Linked DNA regions of Mus musculus: regions 1 and 2 are each linked to region 3. Evidence: chromatin contacts called from public HiChIP or PLAC-seq and promoter capture Hi-C data. All regions are on one chromosome and are shown on one strand. The core of a region is the stretch at or near the end of the contact, and the rest is flanking DNA. Distances in the headings are between cores, read along the strand shown. Region 1 holds the start of Stim2 (stromal interaction molecule 2). Region 2 overlaps Stim2 (stromal interaction molecule 2). Region 3 has its middle 130 kb from the start of Gm40304.

Region 1 (3,312 bases), core at 248-2,747, 580 kb before region 3:
TCCCAGACGCCTGTTGGGCTACCACTGCAGTTAAATTAACAGTGAATCATCTTATTCCTCTTTAATCCTGCTGTTCTTCCAGAAAACCTAGAGATCTACCTTAAAAATAAACACAGCAGCAAGAAAAATAAGTTACTCTACCTCCAGCACTGTGCCCCAGGAAATCATTTCAGGACCTTTACATCACTGCTTAAACCACACCAGATCAGTTATATAAGACAACGAAGGCTGTAAAAGCATACAATTTTCTACTTAACCTTACCAAACATATTTGCAAGTTTTCAGTAAGTGCTAGAACGTTCTGTGTTTAAAAAAGGTACTGGTGCACTCCATCAGAACTATGCTGCCCAAATCCACGTCACAAATATCCTGCACTTGGTAAATTGTAGGTGTGTTTCTGGTTACCTGCTGCGCTTTCTGCACCCTTTGTCACCCAGTGATGCTCTCAAACAGCATATACTTTCCATCCCTTAAAGCGTCCTCGTACCCCCACAAAAACACACCAGACTTTGACGTTTCTTCATACTAACACAGAACCACTAGTGCCACTAGGTGCTGTGGCTCTCAAAGAATCTCTTCAGCAGCTTCCCCTGGGACAGGGCGCTCAGCCCGGCTCTCGATCGGTAAGAAGCTGCCAGCCGCCTTTGCAAAGGCAACAGGGGCCAACTCCATACCGCATTGCTGCTGCTGCTGCCGCCGCCTACTTTCTTTGGCGGCTTTGGGAAGAGGGGAAATGAGCCCAGTCCCCTACAGACCCCACTGGTCCCTTCGGCAGCACGAAAGAGAAACCACTGCATTGCTCAGCTGGGAAGCTCGCAGGAGCCCACTAAGGGCGAAGAAAGCACAGTAGAGGCGCCAGTCGGTGGACTAGGAAGGCGTCCGAAGTGCGACGACCGGCGCCAAGGCAACCGCTAGGCGCCCTCTCGGGGGATGGGGTCCTGCCGGGAGTCCCGCCAAGCCTGCCCGTCGCCCGCACGGGCCTCACCTGTCAGCAGCGCCTGGCGCTCGCCCGCAGCCGCAGCCGAAGGAGACGCCGCCGCTCCGGCCGATCCCGACGCGCGCCGCCCGCGGAGGTGCCGGGGCACCAGATCGCATCCGTCCGCCACGCCGGCCACCAACAACCCGAAGAGCAGCATTGCTGCCCAGCGCCGCCGGAGAGGGCGGCCCGAGGCCCGGCCCGGTGCCACGGCGGGAGGAGCGCTCACAGGAGCCGCCGGCCACTCGCTCACCGCCAGCTGCCCGGGGCCCGGCCGCCTCGGAAGCGGACTCCCGCCGGGTGCTGACCCGCTCCCTTCACCGGCGGCCCGCGAAGCTCGGCTCGCCGCCGCGTTCATTGGTTCCGGTTATTTAAAAAAAAAAAAAAAAAAAAAAGTGGGGGAGCGCAGTGGTACGGCGTCTTCCGACCCAGCGCGACACCCGCGCAGCTGCCGCGGCGACACCGGGATCCGCTGCTCTGGCGCGGCCAAGCCCCAGCCCAGCGCCCGCGCCGCCGCCGCGGCGCATCCCCCCGCCCCCTCCGGCCCGCGCCCGCCGTAGTACCACGCTCGGCCGGGCCACCTCCCTCCCCTCACACACTCGCTCTCATACCAATCCCCCGCCTCCCTCAGCCCCGCCACGGCGCAGGCGCAACGCCGCGGCACTGCGCGTGCGTGGTCGTGGGCCCCGCCCCTAGGGGCGTTCCCAGACCGATAGGCGGGGCGTGGGACAGCCGCCCAGGCTGTGCTTCAGGAGCCAGAGAAGCTGAGCGGGAGGAAGGAGTGAGTCTCGCCCACGCCGTGATCTGATGATGGGCAGCCTGGAGACCTGGATAAAGCGTATCGACGTCGCAGATCCTCTGAGTGCTTTAACCCCGTGGGTCAAAAAAAACCTTGCAGTGGGAAACAGCGGCCTCCCCTAACTTGGATGTTGGTGGGGGTTACCGGTTGCCAGCTTTGTAGAAGCGGAGGGAAACCCAGCCTAGCTTTGTATTTACTTGACAAACATTTGGCAAAGCGCATACCTTGTGCCAGAGTGCTAGGAATTTCTCTAAGCAATTTACAGTGGCATAGTGTAACTCAATCTCATCGCCATTTTACATGTGACGAAACCCAAGCGCTGAAATGTTAAAATAGCTTAACCAACCCACCGGCCCATAGCTAATAAATGGACATGGCCCGATTTATCAACTACTGAATGGAAATGTTCGAATAATGTGCTCTAGCTTCTTACTATTTTCCATGCTGACACTGAAGGCAGTCACTGCCACTCATCTGCCAAACCACCACTTCTATAGACTGCCAGCTGAACAGGTTGCCCCAACTACAACATAGACTTGACCATTTTGCTTATCTGCAATGAAGCAGTTTTGTGGATGCTCTTGCAATTCTGCTCCAGATCCAATTGATCTAAAAGGGGAAAAGAACCGGAATCTATTTCTTCAAGTAGATGCTACCATTGCAATGGGACTATGTTGTTGTTATTGTTGTTGGCTGTTTTTTTATTTTGTTTCAATTGTGGTAGGAGTCCTCAGGATGTGACCCAGGTAAATGGCACTCAGAGGCAAGCTACATACCTCAGAGACCCATATCAAAGCATTTCTTCAGAAAACCTTTGAAATGTAAAAGGAGGTGTTGAACACACACACATATTTAAGAACTCGAAGCTAGGATTGTTAAGAACATAGGTCTGACTACTGTTGGATTTTGTTGTTGGCTTGCAGTTTAGATCAGTTTGTTCCAGAAGTCAAGAAGTCAAATACATAACAATTCCTTAGGAAGCTTGACCAAAAGAATGTCGGGTAGTGGAAGAGGAAGATGCACACTGCAGAAAAGAATCAGGAATAATAACAAGGCTAATCAACCACAATTATTTCTTGACATACTTCTTAGGGGCATTATGTTGGAGGGTGGGGCCGTTCCTTACCGGGCAACAGTAAGTTTCTATTTTGCTTGCTGAAAGGCAGTGAAGCCTTGTGTTTGCTGAGTAGACAGAACTGCTAGGCACCGGATAACCAGGAAGTAAATAAGTTCCTTTCCTACTCTACAGGAGGCATCATTTAATTCATCAGTATTTACTGAACATCTCATATACGCCGAGCAAAGTATTATACGGTGGGGTATTATATTCAGCAGACTAAGAAACACTTGGAAATGTCAAATAAGTCAGAACTTGAAGCTCTAAAATTGCTAACAGTCCTTTCCTAGGGAACTTTACCATCTTGGACAGGAGATACAATTTTTGTCTATTACCTTATAGATTCTTACACGGTTCTGACTCGGAATTAGTTCCTAACGTGGGTAGTACAAACTATGTTACAGCAATAACAATATAAAA
Region 2 (3,386 bases), core at 79-2,578, 680 kb before region 3:
AGATCTGAACACATCTACATATGGGAGATTAAGTTTTCAATTAGATGTAATAAGTGGTAGTAAAATAGCATCTAGCATCCTATGGTAAGCTGAAAATAGTGAGGCCCACCCCTGTTTTCCCAAATGTGTACAATCTAAAACAGAAAAAAAGACATAAAACAATTAGACAGACTGCAGTAAAACTAATTCTAAAATAAGCATTAATACAGAGTTTTTAAAGGATGAAACAACCCATTTCCATGGGTGTAACACCTTACTAGATATAGACTTGATTGGCACTTTACCTAGCCCATTAATGCATCTAATCAGAGAACCACCCCGTGAGAGTCAGGCCACTGTAAGCACTACAGCATACAGCAGAGAACAGATGGGGAACTTGTTTACCCCTGTGAAACCTAGGTGCCCTGGGCAAAGATTCAGGGGGGGGGGCAACTTAGAAATGAAGAAAGATGGGGGAAGGAAACATTTAAATCATGCTAGTCATTAAAAAATGGGAGGGGGTAAATGAGTGTGTGTGTGTGTGTGTGTGTGTGTGTGTGTGTGTGTATGTGTGTGTGTGTGAGAGAGAGAGAGAGAGAGAGAGAGAGAGAGAGAGAGAGAGAGAGAGGATGTGAATGAGAATGAATTAGGTAAGTCCTCTGGCTTGACTACATCAACTAAAGCCTACAATAAAAGCCATAGAATTCTGAAGATCTGATGTAATCTTGCTGAGCTGTGTTTGGTCTGTATTGTATTGTATTTTAGGAAGAGGCAGAAAGTCAGAGAGGGACCACATTAGGAAAGACTGGATCTGAACACAGGCACACAAAGATAGAAGCTTACTCTATAGCACTTTGAGAGCAACAACCACGAGCAAAAGGATAAACAAGAAGAGACCATAAGAATTAAGTTGGAGGCTTTTCTCGGCTTGCTTGTGTAAAGGGTAAGCTGTTCCAACGGAAGGCTTGAGAAATGGAGAGCTGCATGCTGTCTACACTTAATGTGACGACTGGGGAAAACCACAGCAGAGGGCAAACGGGGCTGAAGACAAGGAGGAAGTGGTAGGTGCAGTGCTGCAGATCCATCTGTGCACAAAGGCTCTAGGAAAAGAGCATTCTCATAAATTATAGAAAATGCTAAATGCACATTTGCATGCAATGTTTTCACACTGCCCTTTTCAATGATCTTTAAAGAAAAAACAAGCAAAGTATAATTAACTAATAAAAACCTTTAAAAACTGTATTGCTAAGTGGCAATTTTATACTGAGACAAAGCTCTTATGTTCTCTTTCTGACACATCTCTACCCTCACACCTGTATATGGGCTGAGCCTGCTGGAGCCACAGAGACAAACAAGTGAGGCTACCAGCCAGCAGCCCAGCCCTAGGGGCCTTCCGCTGAACCTAATCCAGTCAAAGTAGCCTTGTTACACGAAGGCTTCTTCCTTCTGCGATGCATTACATGGAGAACTGCCCTGTCTGAATGCCAAGAAACCCACAGCACAGCTGCAGTGCACACACCCACACAAAACTCTCAGCCAGGAAAACAGGATAAGATTCTCTCTGCCTTTGGATTTTTCAATAGCAAAAAAACCAGTCTAAGCAACCCAACACATCAAGTTTCCAAGGAGACCAGATTCAAAGGAAGAAATGCAAAAAAGCGCACGAAACTGTCCAGTCCTAATACTACTCGACCTGAGTGGACAGCTGTGCTGGTCTAAAATAGCTTTGTTTGTAAAACCAATTCTCTTTTGAATGCATCTTTAAAACAATACCATCCTATCATAAGACAGAGTTACTTGAGGGAAAGAATTGGCTTTCCACTTGATGTCTGGGTTCCTTGCAAACAGCTTTTCTTCTCATTACCAGGACATGAGAAGTTTTGTATTAGCTCCCTCTGCTCCAAATACTCTGCTGGTCTTTCAACCCCTACGGTGGCTCCTTTTTATCCGTCCTCAAAGACCTGATATGAAACCGGTTTGAATCCTATCATCTTCTGTATTTTTGTTGAATCTTCCTTTCTTAGCTAAATTCAGTTCTTCATAAGAACTTTTTTCCCCACAGAATTTAATTAATTTCAATCATCTAGAAGAGAAGGAATTCTTTTAACATCTGCTTTTCCACTAAAGGATGTATAAGTTCCTTACTGAGCACTCATGCACAGTTTGCTGGGTGCCACTTAACTACTGAAGTAGATGAGACTTAAAGAGTGAGTACTGTTCAACCTAGGCTTGTTTGCATAGGAGATCCCCAGTGACAAAGAGCGACCTGAAGCCGCCCCATCCCTCTGCCTACCTGTCACTGACTTTGGAATTGCTTACCAAGTATTTTTGCTCAAAACTGTGCCAATTGCTATAGGCTGACATTTCGGTGATTTTCAGCACACTTGGGAATGGAAAGAGACCGTTGCCAAGAGGTGTACCTGAGTCACAGAGCCACCGTAGCTCTTTAACTCAGGCTAAGTTTTTGAATAAACAGAGTAATAAACTGAGCTACTTTAAAATTCTGTCTTTCTGATTCCGTTATAACAAAAAAGGGCTGTTGTCTAAAGCACTGTAAACTGAACAACCAGCCCGGAACATTTCATTACAGAATGCTGACAGGGAAGATCGAATTCTAAAAATGGCTAGGACACCAATAAAAACTGTTGCTAACATTAACTATGTACTACATACCAGATTTATGAATGTTATTTCATGTGGACACTGTAGCAGCTCTGAAAGCAGTACATTTATTCCCATGCTGAGCCTACAATTTTCTCAAGGTAGAACTCTTAATTAGGTATAAACAAATTAGTAAATGGCCACAGTAGGTTTCAGAGCAAGCTGTTTTTAGAATGGCAGACACTGCACGATCTGCAGCTTCTTAAAGATGCCCTGTGTCCTTGTGGACCCTAACACTCTTCAGCTGAGACTGGCTTTCCCTCTCTTTTCCATTTGCCTGCCTTGTCCTTACTCTCTCTGACTCAAACTAAGAACTCCTTCCTCTAAACATTCTCCCAATGCCCAGTTCAATATTGCATTGGTCTCCTTTGTATTCGTCATCATCTATACATGGATCAACCGTGAGACAAACCAATATACATGTGATGTGACTGTCCTCACAACCTGCCCTCTGATGATGAACACTAAGAGAAGAGGAACTTAATTTTTATTAAAGTGGTTTGCATTTATTTTGTGTGTGTGTACGTATTTATGTGTATAGATATGTGCAAATAAATGTGCACATGTATGTTGTAAGTGTGGAGGTAAAAGGACAATTTTCAAGAGTCAGTTATCTCCTTCTACCTGCAGGTTTCAAAAGTCAAACTCAGAGTTGGCAGCAATCCCCTTCCCCTGTTGAGGCATCTCATCTGCCCAGGACTTATTATTGTCATCCAGCTAATTAAGGAGGTTTTTTTTTCTAAATA
Region 3 (3,232 bases), core at 216-2,715:
AGGGTTTAGGGACAGGAGCTGACATGAAGTCCCTTGTCTTAAGCGTTCATATTGTTAACTATCACACTAATGCAGAAGCTGGTGACCAATTGGAAAGTAAAGGCAGCAAGGACCATCTCACGGCACAGTGCACAATGATAGCGACCCTGAGAGGCACCCCAGAGCTTCCAACTATGTTACCACAAGTCCCTGTCCCCCCCAGATCTGCAGTGTTCTCTCCACTTGCATGCTCACACACATCCTCCCACTATAGAGACAGTGCAGCTGGTGGGTTATTCTCCCTGCCTCATTTTGATACTCCAAGGAGAACGCTGATATTATATATTAGGATTGCGGAGTGAGGTTGGGGGAGGGGGAGCAGGTAGTCATGAGAGACATAAGATTTATCTTCCTAATTTCTTTTGTTTCTCCAAAGGAAAAGTTTGGTAACTCCAACTAAGATCTTTCCTGATGGTGAGAACATCGCTTAACTCTCTAGCTTGCTCCTTCTTTGTGCCTGGGAAGAAAAGGACACTGTCGTGAGCTCATAGGATGGTTCAGTGGATAAAGGGGCTTGCTGCCAAGCCTGACAACCTAGTTTGATCCCTGGGTCCCACATGGTAGAGAGAGACAGCAAATTGTCCTCTGGCCTCAACATGTGTGTCATGGCCAAGTGTGTGCCCATGTATGTACACACATATGTAAAGAAGTGCAACAACACTTTGAAGTGTCCCATAAAGCAAAGACAAAAGTATAAATTAGAAATAGCAAAGAAGCCAAAGCAGATAACATCCTCCAATATCAATGAACAGGAACAAAAGAAAGCTTGAAAATGCTGGCCATTTGGAAGAGGGATATCGAAGGTCTTGGCATGTACATTTTGCCTTTGCAATGCCTTAAGTGATAAATATTTGTCCTCTTAGCCCCTGCAAGTGAAGGACTAGACATCCTTTGAGGAGATAATCTGTACTTACTAGCCCTGACTTCCAACTCCCCTCTTTTAGTTGCTATCCTGGTTAATGTTGGGTATGTCTATGGGTCTCTCTCTTCTGAATGGGGTAAACATCTGCAATGACGAATGTTGGGTAGCTCTGGCTCCTTAGAGTCTCAGGAGGGACCTAGCACATTATTGAATACATTCTACCAAAGATCTGCACCATAGGCTCTGGGCTAGGAATAATACTGTTAATGTGGTTTAGGTGCTGGCTGTGAGAGCCAACGTTTTGTTTGATACACTAGAATATTTAACTGATATTCACACACTAGATTTTTGCTTTAGCCTTGAGAACAAAGTATAACTGTCACACCTAGAAACATTTGAACTTGAATATTAATCCTAGAAGGCTCTTCAGCATCTTCCAGGATGTCCCCTCTAGAACAGAGGAGGAGGAGACTCTGAAGTAACACACTGCTATAGTTGCTTAATGACACATGGCTCATCTGAACACCCAGCATTACACCCCTCACCCCACACACCACCACCATCATATCTACATGCCCCAGCTTCCTCCAGAACCTCACGAACCAACCACAGCTGCAGCCACACGCCAGCCCTAAGGTACCCATTTACAAAAAGTCCAACCTGGAGGTGGAGTGGAAAGTATTGAAGCGCTAATGTAAAACTCCCCTTGACCTCATGGCCTCATTTATCAAATGTCCTATTACTTTCATTTCCTTTAGAGATAACTTGATGGCAGGATGTCTGCGCCTGCTGTCTCCTCCTGTTGTCACTGTCTAGCAAGTCAAGGGCCCTGCTAGAAGTCTCTTTAACCCCAGACATTGGCTTTGGTGGCCACTGCTTTGCTGACACTGTTTACCAATGGCCACCAATGGAGTCACTTTATTAAAGATGAGGGTGGATTGCCACTATGTTTGTTCATCATCTTTCTGGGGTCCTCGGAGACTTCTGATGCTGTGAGTGAGTTTCTTCTTGTTTTGAAGCAAGCATCCTCCACTTTCATGTGCACTTGCTATTGCTAGGTGCCTTCCTCTTTCTCTGGCTCCTTTTGCCATCTCTGCTATCCATATAGCTACCTAAGATTCTTAAGTCTCCCTAGAGTTTCTCTTATCTTCTGTTTTAGTCCCCTGTTGCCACAACAAACCAACCAAAACTTTGTGGTTTCAAACTGCAACAAATTCTTGTCCCTAAGATCCTGTGGCTTAATTAAGTGCTCATGTGTCTGTGGTATTGGCGAGGGAGTCAGGGTGGGGATGGTAGTGGTGGTGGATGGTTGTTCAGAAATAGCCTTACTAACATGGCTGGACATTAGTTCTAGCCACTGGCTGGGAGCTCAGGTTGAACTGACAGTTGATGGCCTGAGCCTCCCTTCAAGAGATCTTAAGCAATCTCCCCATTCTGCTTCTTGAAAATGGGCCTGTGCTTTACCAGTGCTCCCAAGGATAAAGCTGCCAGTGCTCATCAGGCAGAGGGATTCAAAACTTCCGGATGCCCCTGCTTGGTCAAGACAAGCACACAAGGAAGAGAGCTACATCTTTATGAGGTGGCATTTCAGGCAGAGAGAGGGAATGGGTGGCAGACACAGGTGATAATCTGTCATGGTTACCCTTCTGCCTTTGACAGTGGTTAGCACTCGCACCTGCCCAAATCCTCATTCCATGATGGAATCAGCTCCAAGTCGTCACTATAATATAGCAGTCTCTCCTCTACTCCCTAATACTGTTTCTCAGCAGTTGCTTCTGTGTGGTTGCTAAAGGAGGAGGCATCATGATCCCTCTGGGTCAAGATGGCAAGTTATATCACAAACGAAGAACCTGTTGTGGGAGAGGATGCAGAAGAAAGCCATAAAGTCGAGAGCACACAGGACGGGCAAGCACCACTGTTGTGAGCAATTCTGGAATTCCACTGGGCACATGTTACCATTTTGCCCTGACGCCTGGGCCAGAGAATGTCCCTGGATTGGTTGTGTGTTTCTGCTTCTTGTGAGTAGTTTTCCATGGCTCTTGGCAATTCCTTGAGGATTCCTGGCTTTTCCTTCTGAATCCTCCTTCCTTTCCTGTAAGAAATACCCTGTGAGCTGGGTGTGGTGGTGCATGCCTGTCATCTTAGAACTCAGAAGGCAGAGACAGGAGAATCACTGCAATGCATGGCCAGCCTGCTCTTAATAGCACATTCCAGCAAGAGCTACATAGTAAGACCCTGTCTCAAGAAGCCCCAATCCAAACCAAACTGACAAAGCCAAATGTCCGTTGTGTTTAGTTGAGGTGCTCTCTTAGGCTTCTTTCTGCTTGGAGG

The links. Promoter capture Hi-C pulls out the DNA fragments that hold promoters and counts their contacts. HiChIP or PLAC-seq counts read pairs in DNA pulled down with a chosen protein or histone mark.
Region 1: a contact with region 3 is called in a promoter capture Hi-C map of the HPC-7 cell line. The contact joins the promoter of Stim2 here to the enhancer-like site in region 3. A contact is called at or near these places in 2 of 39 promoter capture datasets (the C10 cell line and the HPC-7 cell line) and 3 of 115 datasets of contacts at active chromatin or transcription factors (CD8 T cells, bone marrow-derived macrophages and pancreatic cancer cells).
Region 2: a BATF HiChIP or PLAC-seq map of CD8 T cells shows a contact between it and region 3, with 5 read pairs. The contact joins two enhancer-like sites. A contact is called at or near these places in 3 of 115 datasets of contacts at active chromatin or transcription factors (CD8 T cells, embryonic stem cells and memory CD8 T cells).

What each region holds. Positions count from the first base shown.
Region 1 is chr5:53,996,708-54,000,019 of GRCm38.p6, reverse strand. It overlaps Stim2 (stromal interaction molecule 2), which reads right to left and starts at 1,497. Exons shown (of 12, transcript NM_001081103.2): 1 at 986-1,497. The coding sequence starts at 1,136.
Region 2 is chr5:54,099,138-54,102,523 of GRCm38.p6, reverse strand. The region is part of intron 3 of Stim2 (stromal interaction molecule 2); the gene reads right to left. Among named protein-coding and RNA genes, the nearest start is that of Stim2, 100 kb to the right of the region's middle. Within about 2 kb of position 1,328, at least 162 of the 459 cell types and tissues checked have an H3K27ac peak or open chromatin away from gene starts, as enhancers often do. A contact at or near this core is called in CD8 T cells and memory CD8 T cells, where this site is marked.
Region 3 is chr5:53,419,839-53,423,070 of GRCm38.p6, reverse strand. No RefSeq gene overlaps it. Among named protein-coding and RNA genes, the nearest start is that of Gm40304, 130 kb to the left of the region's middle. Within about 2 kb of position 1,465, at least 42 of the 459 cell types and tissues checked have an H3K27ac peak or open chromatin away from gene starts, as enhancers often do. A contact at or near this core is called in CD8 T cells, the HPC-7 cell line and memory CD8 T cells, where this site is marked.